Regions from separate parts of the Capsicum annuum genome. Here region 1 is linked to region 2. Evidence: chromatin contacts called from public Hi-C data. All regions are on one chromosome and are shown on one strand. The core of a region is the stretch at or near the end of the contact, and the rest is flanking DNA. Distances in the headings are between cores, read along the strand shown.

Region 1 (6,017 bases), core at 1,766-4,265, 140 kb after region 2:
TAGGGACCCCTGTCTTGATTTCGTTGTTGGATTCCAACAATAATTGATGCCAAAATGGTCGGCAAAATATTACCGTTGGAGCTTCGCCGGAAGAACTTTAGAGAAGCTGGATCTGATTTACCTGTTCGCTCATGAAATCTTGAAGCAAACCATAGCTTTTTAGTCATCGCCGGAACATTATTTCCTGTAGTGAGACTAGTTTGTATCTCACAGAGAAATATGGAGTACCGGTGGAGACAGTAGTGACTAATCGAAGAAGAGGGGGAGAGAGAGAAAGAGAATAGAGAGAGTAGGGTAAATAGATCTGAGTGAAGAGTAGAGAGAAGAATGCCTTACATGCCGTTGAAGAGAGATCGTCGATGCCAGGCTTAACATTCGGTCATTAACATTCGAGAAGAGACGTTAAAGAAAGAGAGAAAGAGCAAAGAGAATTTAATAGTGCCCACAACCTCGATTCAATATATCACCATAATCATTTAATAATTTTTTTTAAAAATATTATGGTTATCATAGTACATTAGTCCAACTTTTAGATTAAAAAATTTGAGAAATTAAATTAAAAAATTAAAGTAGCATAATTAACAACATCTAAACATTGTTTAACTACTTGGTTACATTAATTGTGAGTCCATGTTAATTTTAGACATAATCAAATGAGTATTAATACATGCAATGCTCTCAAATCACTAATATATGATCAGTATATGACAAGAAAAGGTGAAAAATAAATAAAAAATAAAATTAGCGGAATGAACATCATTCGAACATCGTAAACAACTACATCGCATCGTATGAAAATCTAGAATAATTGAATACGTGATCAAGTGAGTATTATATATGTTGTGAGTGGTGTTAAGACTAGTAATGTTTGAAAATAAGAGTTGTTTCTCAAGGCATAAGTTTGTTCTGATTAAGTGGTCCGTACTAATACTCATATGATCAGTGCTAATACTTATTTGACCACATTTTCAATTGATGTAGACTCTCATATGATGTGATTAAGTTGTTTTATAATGTTTTTTTAAATGTTAATTATGCTAATTTAATTTATTTTAAATTTTAGAATGACATTAAAGAGATGATGACCAAAATCGAACCAAATAGATTTGAGCACATGCCTAACACTAGGTATTCATATTACTAATTTATTCCTTCTTCCATTTCAAAAAGAATTATCTACTTTTTTTAATCTGTTTAAAAATGAATGATCCCTTTCTTTTTTTGATAATATTTTAATTTCAACTTTCTATATGACATATTTAAGACAACAAGATTTAAGAATATTTTGGTACATTTGACATATCTTTAATGTTTAGAACCACAAGATTTAAAAGTTTTTTTTTTAATTTTTTAAGCTCCATATCAAATCAAAATATGTCATTCATTTTGAAGCGGAAAGAATATATAGCTATAATATATTAAAGGTGTGAAGACCCTTAGAAAAATGATACAAACTTTTTGTCCTTCATTAAAAGACCCTGCAATAGACAAAATAGTCTTTTCACTTCTTTCCTTCAATAAGTATATAATTATCACAATAGTATTAAATATTGAATATGATAAATATATGGAAAAAAAGTTTTCTACTAATTCTCAATTTTAACAGAAGTACTTTGTTAGGTGAGTTTTCTATTTTAGGTTAAAAAGTCTCAAAACTCTATTGAAATATTACCTTATTAAATATATCTCCAAATTTTCACATAGGTTTTTTTCTTACCTATATATAATAATAGCTTCTTTTTTTTTTAAATCTTTATACATATCTAAATTTTAATAGGTGAGTCCTATATATACATATTAAACTTGTTTTTAGGTTTTAGTCTCATGTTTAGTTTATTTCACTACAAATAATTTTTACTTGTCATTTATTTTCTATTAAATTATTATTGTTCTTCTTCAATTCTAATATTGTTTCTTTTTTTATTTGTAATGAAAAAAATTGAAGACAATTTTCTCGGGGATCAATGGTAGGGATTCAAATATTATGTTTTATGTTTTTTTTTTTTTTTTTGTTATTGGTTAGTTACTTTTCAGAGGTCAAAAGTGCTTATTTTATAAGAATATAGTGTTTGGTCAAACTTTAGGAAGAAAATATATATTTTTGAGAGTAGCAGAAACTATTTTTTAAAAACTTTTTTTTTTTTTTAAAATTGGGGGTAGCTGAAGTGATAATAGAGAAGAGGATTACAAGGTGGAAAATTGAACCCTCACAAATAATATTATATTATGATGTTACGCATCCAAATTAAATGCAAAAAATATATTAAAATGATGCGAAATAGAATTGTGACCAAGTAAGCTCCATTATAAAATGAAAAAAAAATTATGAGTAATTTAGCGACTAATTAACGACGAAGTCCGTATTTAAGCCCAGAATCTTTTTCTATAATGATTATTTCCAAAATGAAGCACGTATTTTAATCACGCGCAAAGCGCGTACACTAATCTAGTAACCAAATAAATGCAAAGGTGATTGGGTTGTGGGGTTTAGCAAGAGCTTTACCCATGCCACAAATAACCTCATGGAGCTCCTAGATCTTAAAGAAGGCCTTAAGCTTGCATTAGAACAATATCTCAAGCCATTAGAAGTCTGCATTGACTCTATGGAAATCATAAGAATGCTTCACCATGGTAACTTACTCTATGATTGAGTTGTTAATGAATGCAGGTGCTTACTAGGGAGCTTGGAGAATCCTCCGGTCTACAACCCCTACAGGAAACAGAATAGAGTAGCAGATATGCTAGCAAAGCAAGGCTCAGAGCGAGACTTTGTTGATAGACTCCATGTCTTTCTAACTTCACCAGTCAATGTAGGAGTAGTTTTTTTGGGAAGATTTTAAGGGGAAATCTCAACCCCGATTTGCAATAAGTAATGGGATTACTAGTTTCATTTGTTATGTTTTTGTGCCGGATTAGGCCTTGCTGGGTAAAACTCCCTTTACTTTATTAATGCATCTACTTTACCAAAAAAAAAAAACTAAATAAATGAGTAGAATAAAATTATATATAAATTAAATTAAAAAAAATCATGCACAATAGGACTCACTTTATAAAAAGGGTTTTGGGTATATTTGCTTGTATTATGTGTTGAAGCAAATTTACTCCAAATTCGGACCATCCGCTTTCACCTCACCACGCACACTTGCCCTTCCGGCCAAATCGAGGTAAGTTCCTTCTTTACATCTCTCTATTAAAAAAAATCCCTACTTTGTGAATGTTTTAGATTAGGAGATATAAATAAATTAATTAGTCAGTCCCTAAGAGATGCTGTTTTTCCTTTTTTAAGTGTAGTATTTGGGACTATAGGAAGTTAAAATTTACAACTGATTTCAATTGCTAATCAACCGGAACAAGTATTTGAATAGTGTGTGCTGTTGAAATTTATTTTAAAGGTTGGGGGAGCGGGTTAGGGATGGTAAGTGGGTTAAAGGAGTTCTAGGATGAGAGTAGGGTTTTGGAACATAGGGATATTGATGGGGAAGTTGATAGAGCTAGTGAAGATTCTTAAAGGAGGAAGGTTAATATAACTTGTGTTCAGGAGATCAAATGGGTGGGAAATAAGTTGTGGTACTCAAAATGCTCGAGGAATAGGAATGGAATAGGCATTTTGGTGGTAAATATGGAGTTGAGGGAGCACGCGGTGAAGGTTAGGATGTTCAAGGCATTTTTTTTTTTTTTTTAGTGTTATTTTTTCAGTTATTTGGGATTATAGGAAGTCAAAGCAACTCTCTGTGTAAAAAAACGGGCCGTTGAGGTGTGTATAGTGTGCTATTGAGTTTTATTTTAAAGGTTGGGGGAGAGGGTTAGGGTTGGTAAGAGGGTTATGGGAGTTGCTAGGCTGAGAGTAGGTTTTTAAAACATAGGATATTGATGAGGAAGTTTGTAGGGGTAGTGACAATTCTTAAGAAGAGTATTAATATAGCTTGTGCTCAGGAGATCAAATAGGTAGGAACTGGTGAGGGATGTAGATGACTATAAGTTGTTATACTCGAGGCTTGAGGAATAGGAATGGAGTAGGCATTTGGTGGTAATTATGGAGTTGAGGGAGCACGTGGTGAAGGTTTGGATGGTCTAGGCATTTTGGTGGTAAATATGGAGTTCAAGGAGCATGTGGTGCAGGTTAGAATGGTCACCAATAGGATGATGATGATAAAGTTAGTCGAGAACACTTACAGTCAGAAGGTGAATATTGTGGAAATAAGGTTGCTGTGATGGATGTATAGGCTTACTAAGAGATATAAGATTAAAAATGTAGATATTCAAGAAAAAGGTGGGCGTGGTCTTTGTGGAAGACAAGATATGGGAAGCGAGGATGAAATGACTTAGACATGAAGAGGAGTTGCACTGAGGCCTAAGCGGAGGTGTGAGAGGTTGGCTATGAATGGTTTCAGGAGAGATAGAGGCTAGTTGAAGAAGTAACGGAAGAGGTGACTAGATAGAACATGGCACAACTCTAGAAACTCTCTACCTTCCAAGGCTAAGGTCTTCATACACATTATCTTCCCACACCCCACTTGTGGGATTATACTGGGTTTGTTGTTGTTGTTATTGTTGTATAGGCAACTGTAATTGTTTTTCCATTTATAGTATATAATACAATAAAAAAGAAGTCTACTTGTGAGCTCCCGTCTAAAACGACTTAATTTATGAGCCCTTCCAGTATTATGAGCCTTCATAATATTCCAAACTAGGTGTTGTCGTTGTACTTTGTTATAAAGAAGGCTGAAAATTTTCGTGTTTTTTTGAAGCAGATAGCTGCCAAGGACACAGAGAACACAGTGATATACTCCCTGGGAGATAAAAATGGTATTGTTGTCTGATCCCTCTTTTTCATTGCTGTATATTCCTATTAATCACGCCTAATTTGTATATAATTGATGTCTTCTTGAGTAGGAAGTTCATTTACCTTATTTGAATCAATTTTCGTTTAAGTTTTTTCCTCATAAATTTGTTTGGTCTATCTGCTAACTCGGTTTTGCCCTTGGCCCACTCTGTTCTCCAGTTGTTTTTCTCATATTTCAAGGATCTAGTGGGCAGAGAAGTGACTGTGGAACTGAAGAACGATTTGGCTATTCGAGGAACACTGCATTCAGTTGATCAGTATCTCAACATTAAGCTTGAAAACACGAGGGTTGTTGATGAGGACAAGTACCCCCACATGGTAACTCCCTCTTATTCTTTCTCTTGCATCTTTATTTTTCTTAGTTTCTGTTTTTGTGTTCGTTTATGGTTTATTGTCTATGTTTAGTTTGGAGATGTATTACATCTTGCCTCTCGTTCACCTTCTCTTTTGTGCGTGTACGGTCTGTTGAAAACCTTTGTTTGGCTCTCTCGTTCACCTTCTCTTATGGGCGAGTACGGTCTGTTGAAAACCTTTGTTTGCTCTCTCTTTCTCAATTCAAGAATGTGTGATTCTGCTCTTTACACGTTTGTTATGAAATAAAACGACTGGATGTTTTCTCTTCCATAGTACTCTGGAATAGTGAACCTGATAGTTTTGCTAGAAACTACTAATGCTGATTGGATATGTGAATCAAGGTCAATTTGAAGTTTGAACTTCTCTGTGCATATATGGTTTTGGTGACTAATGTTCACTGTGATATGGGATTCCTTAGTCTATATAGGGATGAGGTTTTCGATTACTACAACTATGATTGTCTTCGGCTCTTTCCTAGGAATGCTAAAGTTTAGTGTTCGTGCGCAGATTTGTAAGCTGTACTATGATCTATTCACCTTTCTGTTGAATGAAGTACTGATGTTACTTAAGGAGGTCTAGCTTTATATTCTTTGATCCATTGGGAACTGAGAATTTATTCATTACAAGGCTAAGAAGTTGTAATGTCCTCCTCAAAAAAAAATCCTTCTCAAAAGAAGTTGTAATGTGAAAAGTCAATATCATTTAAGTTGCACGGACTCTTCATTTTTGATGCCGCACTGTGTCAAATTCTTCAAAAATACACTAATTTTGGCAAATCCGACACACAGCCGTTGACATTTTTGACGAGTCCGAGCAACAT
Region 2 (6,215 bases), core at 2,736-5,235:
TAGCTAAACTCGCCAGTCAGTAACTCAGCTATTTTTTGCATACAGAAGTACCAATCTAGAATTATACGATTGAGCATGTCCATTAGCCCATGTGAAAGAGGTAGAGAGCTGCTGCTCAACCCAACACCAATTTGTGACATCCCTAATCTCCAACTTGATCATCCTTTGTCCTATTGTCTACCTACTTCTGAAGCATAATATCATAATTTCACCTCTCTAAACAATTGTTCAAACCAATAGAAGCTAATAAATCCTTTCTCAAGAAAATTATGACGCTGACTCATTGCCATGATGAGCCAAGCTTAAACTGGTAACATTACATATAGATAGCAATAGCTAGAGAACACCTCCTATGTATGTCTTTCCCATATAGGCACACAAGAGGCATCTATGATCTACTAGGGCAGGCCCGTACAGACGGAAGACCTTGACCCTATTACAGCTCAGAGTAAACTGATGCTAACCAGTGTATCTGAGCATGGTACCCTTTCCCACAGGATCAAAATGGTTACATGCTAAGATGCTTATTTAGACCTGATATGACAACCTTGGTTTTCTAGGGGTTCTAACTAAATTAGGAAATCACTTCAGTTCCAAACTATGATGTTTCTACACTCCATTGGCAAATCACTGCATATGCATCTTCTTTTCCCATGCCCCTATAGCTATTATCATCTTGATTGCATCATTGTACTTATATCTTCAGATAATATGCAACTAGCCAAGCATTTACCTGTTCATAGTGGTAGAGGCTTCATTTTTACTATTTAATTATTCCCCTTCTAGTCCTTACCTGTGATAATCGTTATAACTGTCGCTCTTATATTTTTACCAACCCATTTTGTCGCCTTAAAGTAGCATCTGCGAGACAAGGAACTAACTCACTTCAACCGAGATATCAAATTATTCAAGAAACAAAAATTATTAATTTAGCTACAATATCTCTATCTTCGAGTGTCGGAACCACAACAAACCTATGGCGCTGCAAGCCAGAAGAAAAGCTTTTATGGGCTACATTTGTTCACAGAGGAGAATCAATACAGAAAAGAAAAGCCCAGTAAGTTCTATTTTCAATAAGATAAACCAAATGAACAAGAAAACACTTGACCCAACTACTCAACAAAAACTTCAGAACAGAATTCAAGCAAAGAAAATATTGCTACCTGTCAAAGTATGGAACCAGCATTGCGTGCTTTGTGCTTTTCATTGAGTTCCTTGAGAAGTAGAACTCAGAGATAATTGAAAGTATGTCCTTCATCTCAACCCTAGCACTGGCTCCATTAACTAATAGACGGTCATCAAAATGGATCATTTTTCCTGAATTTAGTCCTATCAAATTTGAAGAAGGTTCCCATAGGTGGAGTGCAGCACTTGGATAAACAAGAGATGGCTGGGACTTTGCATCATGAAACTGTTGTTCGAGATAAGAAGCAAATTCTCGTTGATGCATGTCTATTGCATGTGCCAGTGGCCCCATGAGATCAAAGAGTATAGACATATCTTTTCCACCGCTTTCTACATCGGTTGATCCAGACCTAAGGTACTTCAGAATCTTCTCCTGCTTTGTGCATTGTTCAGCAATCCCAAAGCTAAAGAGCACTGAGTTGAAGTGATTGTCTGCGTTAAAAGATAGGGGTCATAAGTATGGTACAGTATTAAAAAGATACGAATAGTTTTCATGAGCGATAACGGATCCATCTAAGATGATCAAGAAACTAAAACTCAAAATTTAAGCAAAATTTTGAGGAAGCGTGGACTATGAACCTCGCACATCTACGAGTATTGGTCCCCCAATGGTTGATAGGATCCTGACAAAGGGACTGCCTGCCAATAACCGACTCATTGGTTTCCATAAATCCAGTCTCTGATTCAACCTTAGGCTAGCACAACTTGACATCGCCATATCTTGATTCACTCCAGGAATAGGAGAAAAAGGAACGCTATCCTGCAATTAGAAAGAAAGCGGACCATTTAAGTGGATCTAGGATCACTTGAAGTTAAAGATCAGACCAGACTACCAAAGTGATAAACTGCTCATCAATTGCCAAACAACTCGACAATTCTTTAAACAACAGGGAACAACAAATATCAGAAGCAGGGCCGTACGCAACAAAGAATAAGACTGCAGAACTTTGATTACACCTGAGATATCTTAGGTGCATATCCCTTGGTATCCCAAAATTAAAGCAAATCCATAAAAGTTGCAACTCTAATGCAAATAGCGCATCTCTAATTGCAAAAAATATGCTTCTATCATAGGACTGGAGTAGGACAACAAAATGTTAAGCATGGGATGTCTTCCTTCTCAAGTCAGATAATCCAATAATAATATTTGAATACACCCCAGGCTTGAAGGAAGAAAGGAAGACAACTACTAGCATTACTGATCTCTTCTCATTTCAACCATCTTAGCAGATTGTGAATCAGACATCCAGTAAAACCAGCATATAAACAGGTAGAACTCAAATTGTATATATATATAGAGAGAGAAGATTTAGAAACAAAATAAACTTATAAAAATATTGAGTTAATGGTCAAAAACACACTTAAACTATCACTTTTTCATGAGTTTCACACCCCAACTATCAATTCCCTTTTCCTACTTGAACTATAACCATCTATATTAAAACACACCTCGAAGATGATTAAGACAACTATCAATTATATCCTTTTCCTACCAGAACTATTACTATCTACTCTACTATGTGTGTGTTAATACATGGATGGTAACAATGGCGGAGCCAGAAGTTTTACTAAGGGGTTCAAAATATGAAGAAGTAAATACTAAAAGAAACCAAAGGTGATTCAACATTTAAACAGTGTATTATTCCGCTGAAGGAGATTTGGATGAACCCCCTCGGGTCAACCTAGCTCCGTCCCTGGATGGTGATGGTTCAGGTAGAAAAAGACATATATGATGATCGTTCAGGTAGGAAAAGGGAACAACTAATATTTGGGGATGAAACCAGCGAAAAAGTAATAGTTCATGAGTGTTCTGGACCATCATCTCAAAAATATAAGGTGAAACTACAGCCTCTCCAAAATTGGAACAAGAATTGCACTCATTAACACTATATAATCTGACAACGTTCATCAGCAACAATGGAGCGATCACCTGAATCAGACACTTAAATAAAGTACAAATTGACATAACGAAACACGTTAGCAATCAATCATCAATCAATTCAACGACCAAATTTCAATCCCAAACTAGTTAAGATCCACTATAAAAACAGAGTGAAGAAATCCAAATAACTACCTTAAACATAGTAACAAATATCATACATCAAACAGTTCTTAAAATTATTACAAATTGACAAAACAAAATATTTTACCAACCAACACCAAGAAAACAAAAAATAAAACCCCATCAACTAATCAATTAATCAATCACATGGAATTAGTCTAGACAAACAAAAGCTGGTCTGAACACCGCCGTTATAAAAAAGAATCACTCAGTCACTCATTAACTACATCTGAACCCAAAAAGGAGTTCCAAAATCACCTTTACCTTAGAACCCCTTCCTATAGTCAATTCAGGAGGTGAAAAACTCCAAGGAGGATAACCATGAGAAGCCATAAGACAACCTTCAACCATAATTCAGTTCAGAAACTTGTTATCTTAAAAGTTTCTGACCCAGAAAATCTCTCTTTTTAAATCTTGATGGTCACAACATCTGTGGCTTATCCTACTATTCACCTCAAGTTTTCTCAAGATTTTATTGCAATCTGGTGGTTTAGAAACTTCAAGTGGCCCTTTGAGGAATTTGGGGTTACATCTTTTTGCTGTTTTGTTGGGATTCTTGAATCAATAAGACAAAGACAAGAAAGGTTTTTCGACTTTTTCTATGTTTTTGGAATCTTGTGAGAGATGTGGTGGAGGTTTGTTTATTGTATTACGTCAATGTTTTTTCACGCAATTTAAGATCTTTTTTGTTTTAATCATAATTTTGCTTACCACAAATCAAGATTTGATTGGAAATGTCATTTTCTTCCTCTTATTTGATGGGAAAATTCCGTTCATTAAAAGCTGTCCGATAGCTGGTTTATTCAGATATATAAATATGCAAATATTAATAGTATTAAGTTTGATAATTTATTAGGAGATAGCAATTCAAATATAAAATTAATATACTGTATTTATAATTTTAAAACACACATACCTAATATATTTCTAAATTATAAAGATATATATATAAATAAATAAACAATTTTACATTAAATGATACATAAAAAAACTTACAACAACGTAACTCTAGACAACTACAGAACGACTCCTTACAATATGATTATAGTTGTTACCCATAGTATTTTATTGTATTATATTGTTAATTTACATACCATATTTATTTTGCTTGTTCCTTAGATTATATTATATCGTATTGTTAAGATTCATTGTTAGGGTACAATAAAAAGTTTTATTTTATGTAACCAATGATTTGATAAGATTACGTCATTATTTTTTAATTTTTATTTATTATTTAATAATTGTATATTATTTCTTGTCATACTTTTTAATAGTAGTCATATCTCGCACTACTTTTTTTAATAAATTTATTTTTTAAATTATTAATTTATGAGATTATATAATAATAAAAATAACAAAATTTATTCATATATTATATTTATTAAAGTAATATATTAATATACTAATATATTATGAATCAATACGTAACAAGGTGTGTGATTCACCTTCCAAAGTGACCAATTTGAGATTCAAGGTGGCCATAAATTTATACCTTTTGCACAGTACTTCGCTAATCTAGTTTAACAATTTTTTGGTTTGTTGATCAGCCTCTTTAAAGAAAAGGAAAAACAACACATAGAGGGGAAAACGTTGGAAAAAAAGAAAAGAAATAAAGTAATCATTAAAATTATCTCAAATTTGTAAAAAAACACTTAAAAATTCACAGAGATTTTACTATCCCACCAATTTTAAAGTGATATAATCACATTCATTTTAAATAAATTTTAATTTAAAAAAAAAGAAGTAGATATCACACATTAATCCTCATTTGACACATTAATTTAATTAAAGTTTTTTTTATTTCATTTTTAGTGTTTCTTTTTATTTTTCTTTCTTTTTTCTCTTTTTCTACCCACCCGCTTTTATTTATTATTATTTTTTTTAACTTCTCATTTGGTGTTTGATATCCACATTGAAATCCAATTAATTCGGATTTACGCCTGATAAGGCCCGCTCGAAAAGTAGCGCTCCCTATCAAAAAATTTTTCATACCTAATGCTTAAACCAAAACCTCTAATTAAGGGAGAAGTAACCCTATCCACTTAACCACTGATGGTCCTTCTATGTTCATCACTAACCCTTGTCCCCTGTATTATTTTCTTCTTTCTTTCATTGTTTTTCTTCTTCACCAACTACTAATCTCACCATTTTTTATATATGTATAAATCGAGTTTTTTCTTTTTTCATACATAACATGCTTCTTCTTTTTTTCGTTTTGAACAAATCTGAAAGTTTGATATCTCTTCTTTCTTTCTTTTTTTAATAACTTTAGCAAAACTTAAAAGTCAAAATTAAAAAAAAAAATCATTGATACAGATTTAAATTGAATCTCAAATAAAATAGTTAAATAATGTTTTTCAAATCATATTAAATTTTAATGAATTTTATAAAATCATTCAAAATATAAATAATTTTTTCAGATAAAATAATAAAATTGAAAATAGTTAAAGCACCAATGATTAATAATGAGTGAAGTTGTGAATAAGTGATAAAAAGTGAAAGTGGATTAGATTGGGCGGAGGGGAGGAGTAGAAGGAGATGAAAAAAAGGGTGGCATCAATTTTTGAAGAAGAAAAAAGAAATGAAAAAGATTATAATCAGTGCCGGTTCTATAGCTTTAAAATATAGGCAACCATCTTAGGCAATAATAAATTGTAATTTAAAAAAAAAAATATTAAACACTTGTAGAAAAAAACAACTTTTTGTATAAGAGAAAAGAATTATTAGAAGAAATTTTGTATATATGATATACTATGTCTCGAAAAGATTAAATAAATTAATTATTTTATTAGATGAAAAAATTATTCACAAATTGCATATCAAGAATTTAAAAGGTAGACTTTATAAAAAAAAAAATCATAAAAATTTAAGGCCTCCATTTGATTTTTGACATTAAGCCACTAATATGATTAAGCCGTCCCTGATTATAATAATAAGAAAAAAATGAAAAAATATACTTTACAATAAT

What was found. A called contact is a pair of places that touch in the nucleus more often than the background predicts.
Region 1: a contact with region 2 is called in a Hi-C map of leaf, with 2.1 times the contacts expected there. The contact joins the promoter of LOC107863914 here to the promoter of LOC107863917 in region 2. A contact is called at or near these places in 2 of 5 Hi-C or Micro-C datasets (leaf and placenta).

Annotation. Positions count from the first base shown.
Region 1 is chr3:38,151,105-38,157,121 of UCD10Xv1.1, forward strand. LOC107863914 (sm-like protein LSM2) reads left to right here and starts at 3,016. Exons shown (of 4, transcript XM_016710113.2): 1 at 3,016-3,164; 2 at 4,752-4,806; 3 at 5,003-5,161. The coding sequence starts at 4,804.
Region 2 is chr3:38,005,760-38,011,974 of UCD10Xv1.1, forward strand. It overlaps LOC107863917, which reads right to left and starts at 3,986. Exons shown (of 5, transcript XM_016710119.2): 1 at 3,512-3,986; 2 at 1,765-1,945; 3 at 1,164-1,617. The coding sequence starts at 3,598.